Regions from separate parts of the Sus scrofa genome. Here region 1 is linked to region 2. A link is a contact called in public HiChIP or PLAC-seq data. All regions are on one chromosome and are shown on one strand. The core of a region is the stretch at or near the end of the contact, and the rest is flanking DNA. Distances in the headings are between cores, read along the strand shown.

Region 1 (5,056 bases), core at 654-3,153, 340 kb after region 2:
TAAGACACAGTTAACGTGGCTGCACTGACCGACAGGTAAGAGGTGAGGCCGAGGCAAATCCCAGCCACTTCTTTTAAACACTCCCAGGGGAAGGCCTGCCTCTGGGGGGCTCTGTGGTTTTTGCAGAGAGAGACAGCAAGTGGTAAAAGAGCTACAGCGTGAGGCTGCTAAGCGTTTAGCATGTCTTTGAATTGAATGACCTTCACATATATAATCCTCCCAGATCTATTAAGGAGGATAGATAAGATCTTTGTTACCTGACTCTGGTCTTTATTTAGGGGATGATTTTCAATCCTGTTACATTCTTATCCGCAACCACAGACATGCTGACAGAGCATGGAAAGCAGAGAAGAGCCTGGACGAGGAAGCAGCAGTTTTGCTTCCTGAGCGAGAAAAAGGGGCAGAGCCAACGGGATGCGCTTGGCTCTGAGCACCAGTATAGGAGGGATTTCAACCCCGGTGTGAAGGAGGCTAGGTTTTGGCTAAAGACAGCAGCATCTAAAAATTTTATTTGCATCCACTTGACAAGCCAGAAAAGTGGCTTGAAACCACATGTATGAGATGCTAGATTGCCATAGGGAATAGAGAACATTTAGGATAAATGCCCAAAGAAGGTGCCACCTGAGAGAGAGAGAGAGAGAGAGAGAGAGAGAGAGAGAAGCTGGGCAACGTAGTCCTCAGGCAAGTTCTACCTACTCCTTGGACTACATCTCCCTTGGGCTGTGTCACAGTTTTCCATCTGTGAGTGCCTGCACCCAACCTACAGGAGATTAGGGAGTCTGGAGTCCCGTGTGGTGGTTAATTAGGACTCAGGGTTTGATTTGGGTCTGTCGAGTCGGACTGCAGGTTGTTCCTCTCTGGTCGTCTTCTGCAGCCTTGAATGACAGATGATGGAGCAGACAGAGGAGGGCAGGTTTGTTAGGCTGGTGAGCAGATGCCAACGCTCTGGAATCTACTACCAGTGAGAGGGGGGAGCCAGCATCCCAAAGTAGAAGGAAGATGCACGGATCCCCTCCTGAGTGGGAGGGAGGGAAAGCACTCTCATTACCCACGGCCCTGCTCAGACCCCTGATGGCTCTCCACTTTGCTTAGAAAACACCCTGAACCTACCAGCACAAACTCAACATCCTCCCTGGAGTCTGTGACTGATCTTCCCCTTGCCTTTGCTGCCCTACTTTCTGAATGCCTATTCTAAAAACTGGGCTGGTTGTCAGGATCATCTGGAACTTTAAGAAAATATCTTCTGATGATACTTTCAGAAGTTCCTTATGTCATTAGACACGTACTTAGACACACAGGAGAAAGGATATAAGGTCTGAGATTTGTTTTAAAATACTCTTGCAAAAATACTGTGGGAGTTCCCGTCATGGCACAGCAGAAACAAATCCAACTAGGAACCATGAGGTTGAGGGTTCAATCCCTGGCCTCACTCAGAGGGTTAAGGATCCGGCATTGCCGTGAGCTGTGGTGTAGGTCACAGACACAGCTTGGATCTGGCATTACTGTGGCCCTGGCATAGGCTGGTGGCTACAGCTCTGATTAGACCCCTAGTCTGAGAACCTCCATATGCTGAGAGTGCAGCCCTAAAAAAAAAAAAAAAAAAAAAAAATACTGTGGCAGGCTGGAGGAAAAGAATGGCACAGAATGTGACTCATTATTGAAACTGGAGTTGGTCATATGAAGATTTAGTCCATGACTCTACTTTTGTGTATTTTTGAAATTTTCCAAAATAAAAAAAAGTTTTAATGTAAGACAAAAAATAATATAAAAATAGAGATTTCCTGATCTATACCAGGGCTTTGGTCCATAGGATGGAGGTGAGCCCACCCAGGACTGTGCCCAGGATTGTGCACTGCACAAACCCAGGCTGTGCCTCAGTCTTCAGAGTTGTGTAATTATCACAAGACTTCTCCAGCAGATGGCAGTAACTTCTCTTGAGAAAGAGACTCCTTCCAATTCACAGAGAGCTGGCCTTTAGGCTCTCAGCTAAGTCAGTCCTCTAAAGCTGGAGTTGAAGACTTGAAGTCTCTCTGGACAATGTGATAAACAAGCAGCTTTGGGCCGAACTGAACTCTACTGAATGCCCCACCCTGCGTTCACATACTCAGTGACTCTGCCGGGGTGGGTGCACCGGGATGTTTTCTCTCTCAGCACAAGTGCAGCCATCCCAGCCCGACCCATCCTCACGGGAGCAAGAAACTCACTAGAGGAAACTTAGAACATACAGAGACGCAAAGAATAAAAATCAGCCACAAATCCACAGCCCAGAAATGATCAAAGCTAACATTTATCATAGACCTTTCAGTCTTTTATGTGCATGTTTTAAACAAAATTGGGATCACACTCTACAGGATCTTTCACAACCTGTTTTTCATGTGTTAAAGTATTTTGAACATTTTAAGGATTCTACAATATCCTGTGTGAAACTGCAACAGTACAACGTTCGGCGGTCGGTGTTAAAACTTGTTAGGATTTGCTTTTTCAGGGATGAGAAGCCTTATACACATTCAAAGTCCGAAGGCAAAGGACATTTTGAGATGGGGAAACTAAATCCATTGGGAAAGGAAGCAATCCCCAAATCACCTTGACATGCAGGCCCACTTTCTAAGGAACTGACAAACCAAACCAGGCCTTCAGGACTAATGTCTTTCACAAAATAGGAGGCATTACTAGAATTCTACAGAACCACTTGAGAGGTGCAAGAAAATAAAGATTCATAAAAGGATGAAGAACACAAATTCCAAAGCTGATCTGGAATCTATGATGATTATGTTCAGGAAGGTCTTGGTTTGCTTCAGCAAATTCATCATCTGGTGCTAATGCCTCCAGAATTATCATAACTACCTACTCTTTCTCCCACGAGGGGAAGCACAGCTAGCAGCCAGACAACGCAGCCTGTCTGCAGCTACAAAGGAGAAACATGCCCATCCTGCTCCGAGGGTCTTTTCACACTGAGAACCTGGCACAGGTCATTGCTAGGGTCAGTGGCGCTGCCTTCAGTTACAGCGCAAATCACAGGCGCTTAGGGATGACAGTGCTATTGATTATGATTATATTAAGTCGTGCATCTCTAGGAAATATAATCCAACCTCAATCTCCTTAAAAGCACACGTATGCTCATGCAGTCCATTCAAAACTGTGGTTTTCCTCATTATTTGGAAATCACGGCCATCCTAAGAGCCACTCTAGAAAAGCAGGCGCGTTGTATACTCCAATGATCCAAATCGGCTTTCCAAACCATCAGAAAATAATCTTTGCCTTATTTTGTGCAGTCACAAATAAGTGTGATATGTCAGCAGGGCTTCACCTTTTTTTCTAAAAAGATCCTTATAACCACAACCCCCTTTTCTGGAATATTCCTGTAAGGAAAATATGAAATCTCTGATTTCCATTTTTAAAGCATATAATTGTAAAATGTCACCACTTTAGTACTATTAGAGCCTTATTTCAACATCTCAGGGTTGATTAGGATGTACCATGGCTGTGGCATGTGGCGTTTTTGTTCCATGTGGAAAGATTCAGTTCCTCAACCAGTGACTTAAGAGGGGTGCTGAGACAGAAGAGCAAGGAGGGACCCCCCTCCCAGCAGAGGGGAGCCATGGGACCCAGGAGACAAGCCATGAGCTTAGCCCTACCATTACTCATGGGACCATGGGCAAGCTACTCAACTCTCTGAGCTGCCCCTGTCTCCTCTGGAAAATGAGTGACAAGAAAAGTAACACCTGTAAGTGCCTTCCAGGCTGCTTCCCATAGATTGGGGAATCCATGGGAGCAGCTACCAGCCATTCGAAAGAGTTCGAGTGCTTTGCTTGGTTTTCAAGGAAGAACACGGACAGACCTATGTTAGAATGCAGTGCTGCAGGGTCTGTGAGGTCCTCCCTCTGACGAAGCAGTAGCCTCTGCTATTTAAAAGCACTTGGCTAAAGAGGTCAAAGCAATAGATTTGTTGACTGTTGCAAGGCTGCAAACAAAGGCTTCATACCAGCCCCACTGCCTGACGCTGTGTCACATTAGATGGAAAGCAGGATGAAAGCTGTGGGTGAGTCAGCATAAACCATCACTGCTACGGAAAAACGCATGCACCGCTGACAGGGTGGTGGCCCTTCAGAGGGCCAGCTGTCTTTCTCAACTTAAGCAGCAAGGAACACAAACCAGAAGTGACCTCAAAGCAACTGTAACTACTGAGAGGAGAAATAGCTCATCATTAACTATAATAAAAGAATTTTTCTCTGTAGATACTTCCCAGTCTTGTCCCACCCACCTCCACAGTCTCATCTCAATACAACAGCCAGGGGATCCTTTTATAAACTCCAACCTAAAGCTACCTTCCTACGTCACACAGGCAAAGCTGAAGCACTCCACATGGCTTCAAGACCTTGACCTGGTCCTGTCCCCTCCTCTTCTATGATTTCCTTGGCCTCTCGCTTACTCTGTTCCACTCACCTTTGTGTTCCTGCCATTCCTCACCCTGTGCCAGGCAGGTGTCAGGGTCTGTGTTCCTGCTGTTCCCCTTGCTTGGAGAGCTCTCCCCTCTGGCACCCAGACTTTACTCTCTGCTCACGTGTCACCTTCTTAGGAAGCTTGCCCTGGCTACCCTCCCCACTCTCTTCCCCTCCTTTATCTTCCTCTAGACACTTATAATTTGACATTGTGTGTGTGTGTTTGTAATTTCTTGTTTGTCTTTCATTACTAATATGTAATCCACAAAGCCAGGAATTTTTATTTTGTTTTGTTTCCCATTGCCGCATCCCTAGTGACAGAACTGCCTGGCTAAGAGGAGATGCTCAATAAATATTTGTGAGATGAATGTCTGAAGGCTGAGCGTCTCTAGTAATTAACTCCACTGAGCAAATTAACTTATTCAGTAACCTTGGGGTGCATTTGGCTGTAAACTTACTCAGGCTGGTGCTCCGGGAAGTCACGCAGCTCAGAACCAGGTAGTCGGGGGCGGGGGGTACACCTGAGATTCGCCTATCCTCACGGAAGACTGACAGCTCTGGCTTTAAACATATTTCATGCTGTGCTTTACGCCATGGCTTGTAACCCCTTTAAAATC
Region 2 (5,536 bases), core at 2,161-4,660:
CAAGAGTAATCCTCCCTGGGCAGGATGCTTAGGATCTCCTTCCAGAATTGAAGAAAGCAGCCACAGAAGGAAGGTGGGGGCCGCCGCTGGGGCAGTGCCTGGCGTGGGGGAGGGAAGAAGCAGGGGTGAAAAGGCTCTTTCATTCCCCCGGCAAAGGCAGCCTTGCAGCTGGGGCCACGGTCTGCTCTGCTGAGCCATGGCCTCCAGAGACAGCATGTGTTCCTCTAAAGATACGAGTCTTAGCCGCCAGCCTCTGGCAGCAGCTAGGTGATGGGAAGACAGTTAAATGCATCATTTAATTTCATAAAATGCAGGTAAATATTTTATTTTTCTTCCAAATCAAGAATATCAACTCAAAAATTTTACCTGTGATCCTTCTTCCTCAGAAGCCGGACGGTGAATTTCTGTTAACTGGCGTGTCAGTAGCTCCTCACCCCATCAGGTTCCTCATCTGTAAAATGAGAAGGTAACAGATGTTCCCAAGTTCTTTCCAAATGAAAATAAATATGATTTTTAAATCAATAGAATTTCAAGGGACTTACACCTGACTATTAAGAAAAAGACTATAAGAACTGAGAGTTTGGGGTTAGTAGATGCAAAGTATTGCTTTTGGAGTGGAGAGGCAATGAGATCCTGCTGTCTAGCACAGGGAATTACTTGCGATGAAGCCTGATGGATCATGATGGAGGATAATGTGAGAAAAAGAATGTATATGTGTATACAGCAGAAACCGACAGAACATTGTAAATCTCCTATAATAAAAATTAAAAAAAGAAAAAAGAATATAAAAAAACAATTTGTAGAGTTCCCAGTGTGGCTCAGCAGTAATGAACCAGACTAGTATCCATGAGGACACAGGTTCTATCCCGATCCTCAGGGGTTAAGGATCCAGCGTTGCTGTGAACTTAGGTGTAGGTTGTAGATGCGCGGCTCAGATCCTGCGTTGCTGTGGCACAGGCTGTGAGCTGCAGCTCTGATTCAGTCTCTAGTCTGGGAATTTCCATACGCCTTAGGTTCGGCCCTAAAATAAGTAAATGACAAAAACAAAAACCAAACCAAAACAAAAAAACCACCCCACAAAACAGACAAGCCAAAAGCTACTCCATGACATCCTTGACACTTCACATTTCCAGAAACACCATATCTTACTAAAGAGATTCCAATATCACACAAAACTTACTCAGCACATCACCCTGACTCTAGTGGCTGTGTTGTAAATTATTACTGTGGTAGGAAGATACAGAATTACCCCACAACTTCTATCAGTATCAATTGACCTAAACATTTATTTTTTCCAGATTTCTTACATTTTATGTTATTCTTTAATTAGGAGGCACAAGAGTGGCCATTCCTTTTGCAGGTGTGAATATCCTCATTTTTATTGCCGTTCGTAATGCCAAGATTGATACTTCCCATTTATTTACTCTGGCCGGGGCTATTATTTATTTAAAGAGCTGATAATGTTATATGACTCTTGTGAACTGATCTGTATCAGGGTTTTGCTGTTGTTCTAAATTTTGCTTTCCATTTAATTGCAACCTTAAGCTAATACAGATATTGCTTGTTTTTAGCTTTTCCTCTAGGTATTCAGGTCAAGAAGATAACAGATCTGTTTAAATGCTGTGAGAAAGCAGACTCCTCTGAAGAGCTTCGAAGAATAGATCCCTTCAAGGCTGAAACTGCTGTTCTCATCGGATTGGTAAATCTAGATTTGACGTTTTCGTGATTTGTGCTGGAGTTGTGTACATGTACTGCGGAGTGGCTGAGGCAATAAACATTAAGAACTGGCCCTCGAAGGTATGACTGCCAGAAGGGCTGGGGAGAGAACAGCTGTCAACTCCCGCTTATGAGAAAAGACAGCCTTCTCCAGTTGCCTCCCTTCTCCCCAGAGATTACGTGAGTCCCACTGCCCACAAGCCCAGACCTATACTTAGGTTTCTAGAGACCGATGCTTCATGACCAATGCACCCCAAAGAGCGGTAGCCCCGGGCACATAAGAAGACCAGAGGAAGAACTTGGTACAATTCTTTTGAAAGGGAGTCAAACCAATGTTAACCTGAGCAGTCCCTCTAAACAGAAAACCATTTAGTTATGAAAATGATTTTACCCCGTCATCCTGTGATCTCCAGTCTATGAATAAATACTGACATAATGATGATGGCGGTGGTGGAGACATAATTCTTACACGTCTAGGGGTCCACATGGCTTATTTTCAGAACAAAGCCACATCCTAAGGCGAATTTAGAAGCAAGGAAATTTTAAAATGTGACTACACTCTTTGCTTTTATTCACTGAAGAACATTAGCAGGGTGGCTCTTAGCGAAAGCCCCCTTCTCCTCTCTCCAATTTTCCTGGGCTACAGGATCTCTTCCGATGTCAATGCTCTAAAACTATCCCTCCAGCTCTGCCTTACATTTACTTCTTCTCTTTTTCCCGTTCTTATTTTAATACTCTGGCTTCTATTCTAGCAATCAAAAAAAGGTCTTATTTATTTAAAGAGAAGAGGGAAGGGGACAAGTGGGCATGTGTTATTTTTACTGAATGACTGGCTGGGCTAGAAGTGCAGGCTCAGGGAAGGCATCCGACTTAGTAATTTTGATAGTTAATAAATTTTGCTGCAGCACAACAGCTAGCCCTCGATTATGCTAGTACCACACTGCAAGCCCAGGTTAGATGCTGTACTTGTGTTGTATCATTTAAGTCTTAGCAGCCCCATTATAAAGGAGAGACATCTGAGCTGCTGAGAGGATAGTTGATATTCCCACAGACACATTGTGTAACAGTGGGTATATCAGGATTGAATTCAAGTCTTTCTTCTTCCAAAGTTTGTGCATCTGCCACTGGTCACTATGCTTATTATCCTAAAATTCAAAGGGAAACAACTAAATCATTAATATACATCATTTGGATTAAATACTGGTCAAAGCATCAAGGCACAAAAATGTGATTATTATGCAGCAACTTAATAGGCCTACATAGCCATTGAAATTTATAAATAATGATTGAAAAAATATTAAATGGAGTTTAGTATACATATAATTATAATCATTCAAAACTAAGTGTACACATAATTAAAATTCATAGAAGTCATAAAGATGCAAAACATGTCTATCAAGGGGAAGGGAAGGGGGTTACATTTTTCTCCACAAACATTTAAACTTTTCATGACTGTCTTTTTTGAGAGACTGTCATTCCTAGACTGTACAGATTCTGTTGATCACAAGCTTTGCAAACTCAAATTCAAGCCAGCATAGCTAAACTCCCATTATTTTGGGAGATGGAGACAATTCATATTTCTCATCTCCTTACCCTGTTTCTACCAAAATAGTACTTGACAGTAGCATAACCTAAAACAAAATCAACCCGAATCCCTGCTCTCCTGCCCTGCAGGGGGCACTGTGGGCTTGTTTATAACAAAGACTGGCGGTGCCAGCTCCAAGCACAGGGATAAATTGGCGAAGTCTGCTGCTCCGCCTGCCTTCAGGCCCATTTCTCTGATATCAGACACCCAGCCGGCCAGACTCTGGCCCTCCCTGCTCCGCCTGACCACTGTGATAGTCATCCTATATAAAAGACTGGGGTCATTTCAGGTGTGACTTCTCTTGGGAAGACTTGGGTCAGATCTTGCAGCCTCGCTGTCTGAGGGAAGCGGAGACCCTAAGCTAAAGGGACCGAGGCATTGCTGAGAAGGCAGGAAAGACACACTTCAAGCCAGGCTCACTCTTGCTGCCCAATGCTGCACACCTTTTTTGCTGGTGGTAAGATGGCCTTCCTAAGGGTTGTATCCTTAGAGGAAAATGTTCTTTTTTTCTTTTTCATTGCAATTCTGCTGTTTATAACTTTCATGAAAGAGTGATGTTTGAAAGGGAGACCTTTGGGAGTTTCTGTCCTGACTCAGTGGTTAATGAATCCAACTAGAAACCATGAGGTTGCGGGTTCGATCCCTGGCCTCGATCAGTGGGTTAAGGATTTGATGTTGCTGTGAGCTGTGGTGTAGGCTAGTGGCTACAGCACTGATTAGACCTCTAGCCTGGGAACCTCCATATGCTGTGGGTGCAGCCGTAGAAAAGACAAAAAGATTTTAAAAAAAGAAAAGAAAAAAAGACTTTTGAGACTTTTGAGAGTATATAAAATAGCTTTCTGTGCTCATATGTCAATTCATGCATTTTCTCTATAGGAGTACCCCTTTTTCCTAGACATCTGGTGTGAAAGTTCAAGATTCAATAAAACCACCATTCTCTTGAGCATATTTACTTTAAATCCAGTTTTTTTTTTTTTTTTATAATTCATCATAGGATGTTTCACTTTGCTCCAGATGTCAGGCTGTGTTCAGACTCCGAGCTCCTAGCAGGCAAGACATTCTGTGTCCCGGGCAAGAACTTGTGGTTGATGACGTATGATTCAAGAAGGGATTTCCTAAGCATAAACACTTCATCTTATGCTCTCTCTGTACTTAGTGCCTTTTTATGCCCATTGTATTCAGGAAGTTGCCTAATATCAAAGAGCCGACAGTTCCATTCTCCCATCCCGTTGCTTACAGCGTCTGCATCATGTCATGTGCAGGGCCCTGTACCCCGGATCCAGGTTTACATCGTGTACCAATGAGCAGAGACATTTTTTTAAAATGAAGAACAACGATCTATAGTTCAGAACGCCCGACTACACATATGGAATTTAAATTTAAGTTTTTTAAACGCCTATTAAATCTGGAAGATGACACGAATCATATTTTACTCTCCTTATTCTCAGCATGACATTGTTTGAGAACAAACTACAATGAGTTAGTCTTCTATAAGAAGATGATCTATTAAGAATGGCTCTTTGACTTCCTGTGTTTCTGGTGCAGCCCAAACTCCCACTTCCAGGCAGGCTGCTATGGTCTGGGCAGAACTTTTCACTGGGCTTCTGGAGAAACAGAATGGAGCTCCCCTCTGGAACTCATCAGCTATGGACCAGGATTAATTCGACTCTTCACATGCCCCACATCGTGTGACCGGCCATATGGAGCGGAGGGTGTTTCCCTACGCGGGCCGGGCCCTCCAGCCCTCTTCCCTCTTGCCGCTTCTCCTTCTTCAGTGTGCAAATTCCTGGATTCTTATAAGCCTGATAGACTCATACTACTCTTTCAGGAACCAGTTCAGAAATGTCACCTTCTCTGTGACATCTTACTCAGTTTTTTCCCAGACAGACCTCTTCCCTCTTCTTAGTTCATGTTCTGTGGCTGGCACTATTAAATATGTAAAATATCCAGAAACAGCAAAATTGAAACCACCAGATCAGTAAAACAGGATTTAGTGAGAAATCAGTGCGCCTATAAGAGTAGTTTGAGAACTGGGAGTAGAATGAGGCTTAGAGGTTTATTGTTATAAGACAGCTCATACAGTAAAAATGCAGAGGCTGTTTATTCTTTATCTGCCATTCTCATACCAGCTTGAGACGGTTTGTTATATAATTTGTCATATTGAATTACAGATCCTTGTTTCCATGTCTTTATCCTCCAGCTGCAGCTCTGTCCTCCTCACCTGGCCTAGTACCT

What was found. HiChIP or PLAC-seq counts read pairs in DNA pulled down with a chosen protein or histone mark.
Region 1: an H3K27ac HiChIP or PLAC-seq map of alveolar macrophages shows a contact between it and region 2. The contact joins two enhancer-like sites. A contact is called at or near these places in 21 of 47 Hi-C or Micro-C datasets (adipocytes, adipose tissue, alveolar macrophages and 13 more) and 2 of 2 datasets of contacts at active chromatin or transcription factors (alveolar macrophages and skeletal muscle).

What each region holds. Positions count from the first base shown.
Region 1 is chr11:12,709,823-12,714,878 of Sscrofa11.1, forward strand. The region is part of intron 3 of SMAD9 (SMAD family member 9); the gene reads right to left. Among named protein-coding and RNA genes, the nearest start is that of SMAD9, 16 kb to the right of the region's middle. Within about 2 kb of position 1,904, at least 7 of the 83 cell types and tissues checked have an H3K27ac peak or open chromatin away from gene starts, as enhancers often do. A contact at or near this core is called in alveolar macrophages, where this site is marked.
Region 2 is chr11:12,364,976-12,370,511 of Sscrofa11.1, forward strand. No RefSeq gene overlaps it. Among named protein-coding and RNA genes, the nearest start is that of SPG20, 22 kb to the left of the region's middle. Within about 2 kb of position 3,411, at least 4 of the 83 cell types and tissues checked have an H3K27ac peak or open chromatin away from gene starts, as enhancers often do. A contact at or near this core is called in alveolar macrophages, where this site is marked.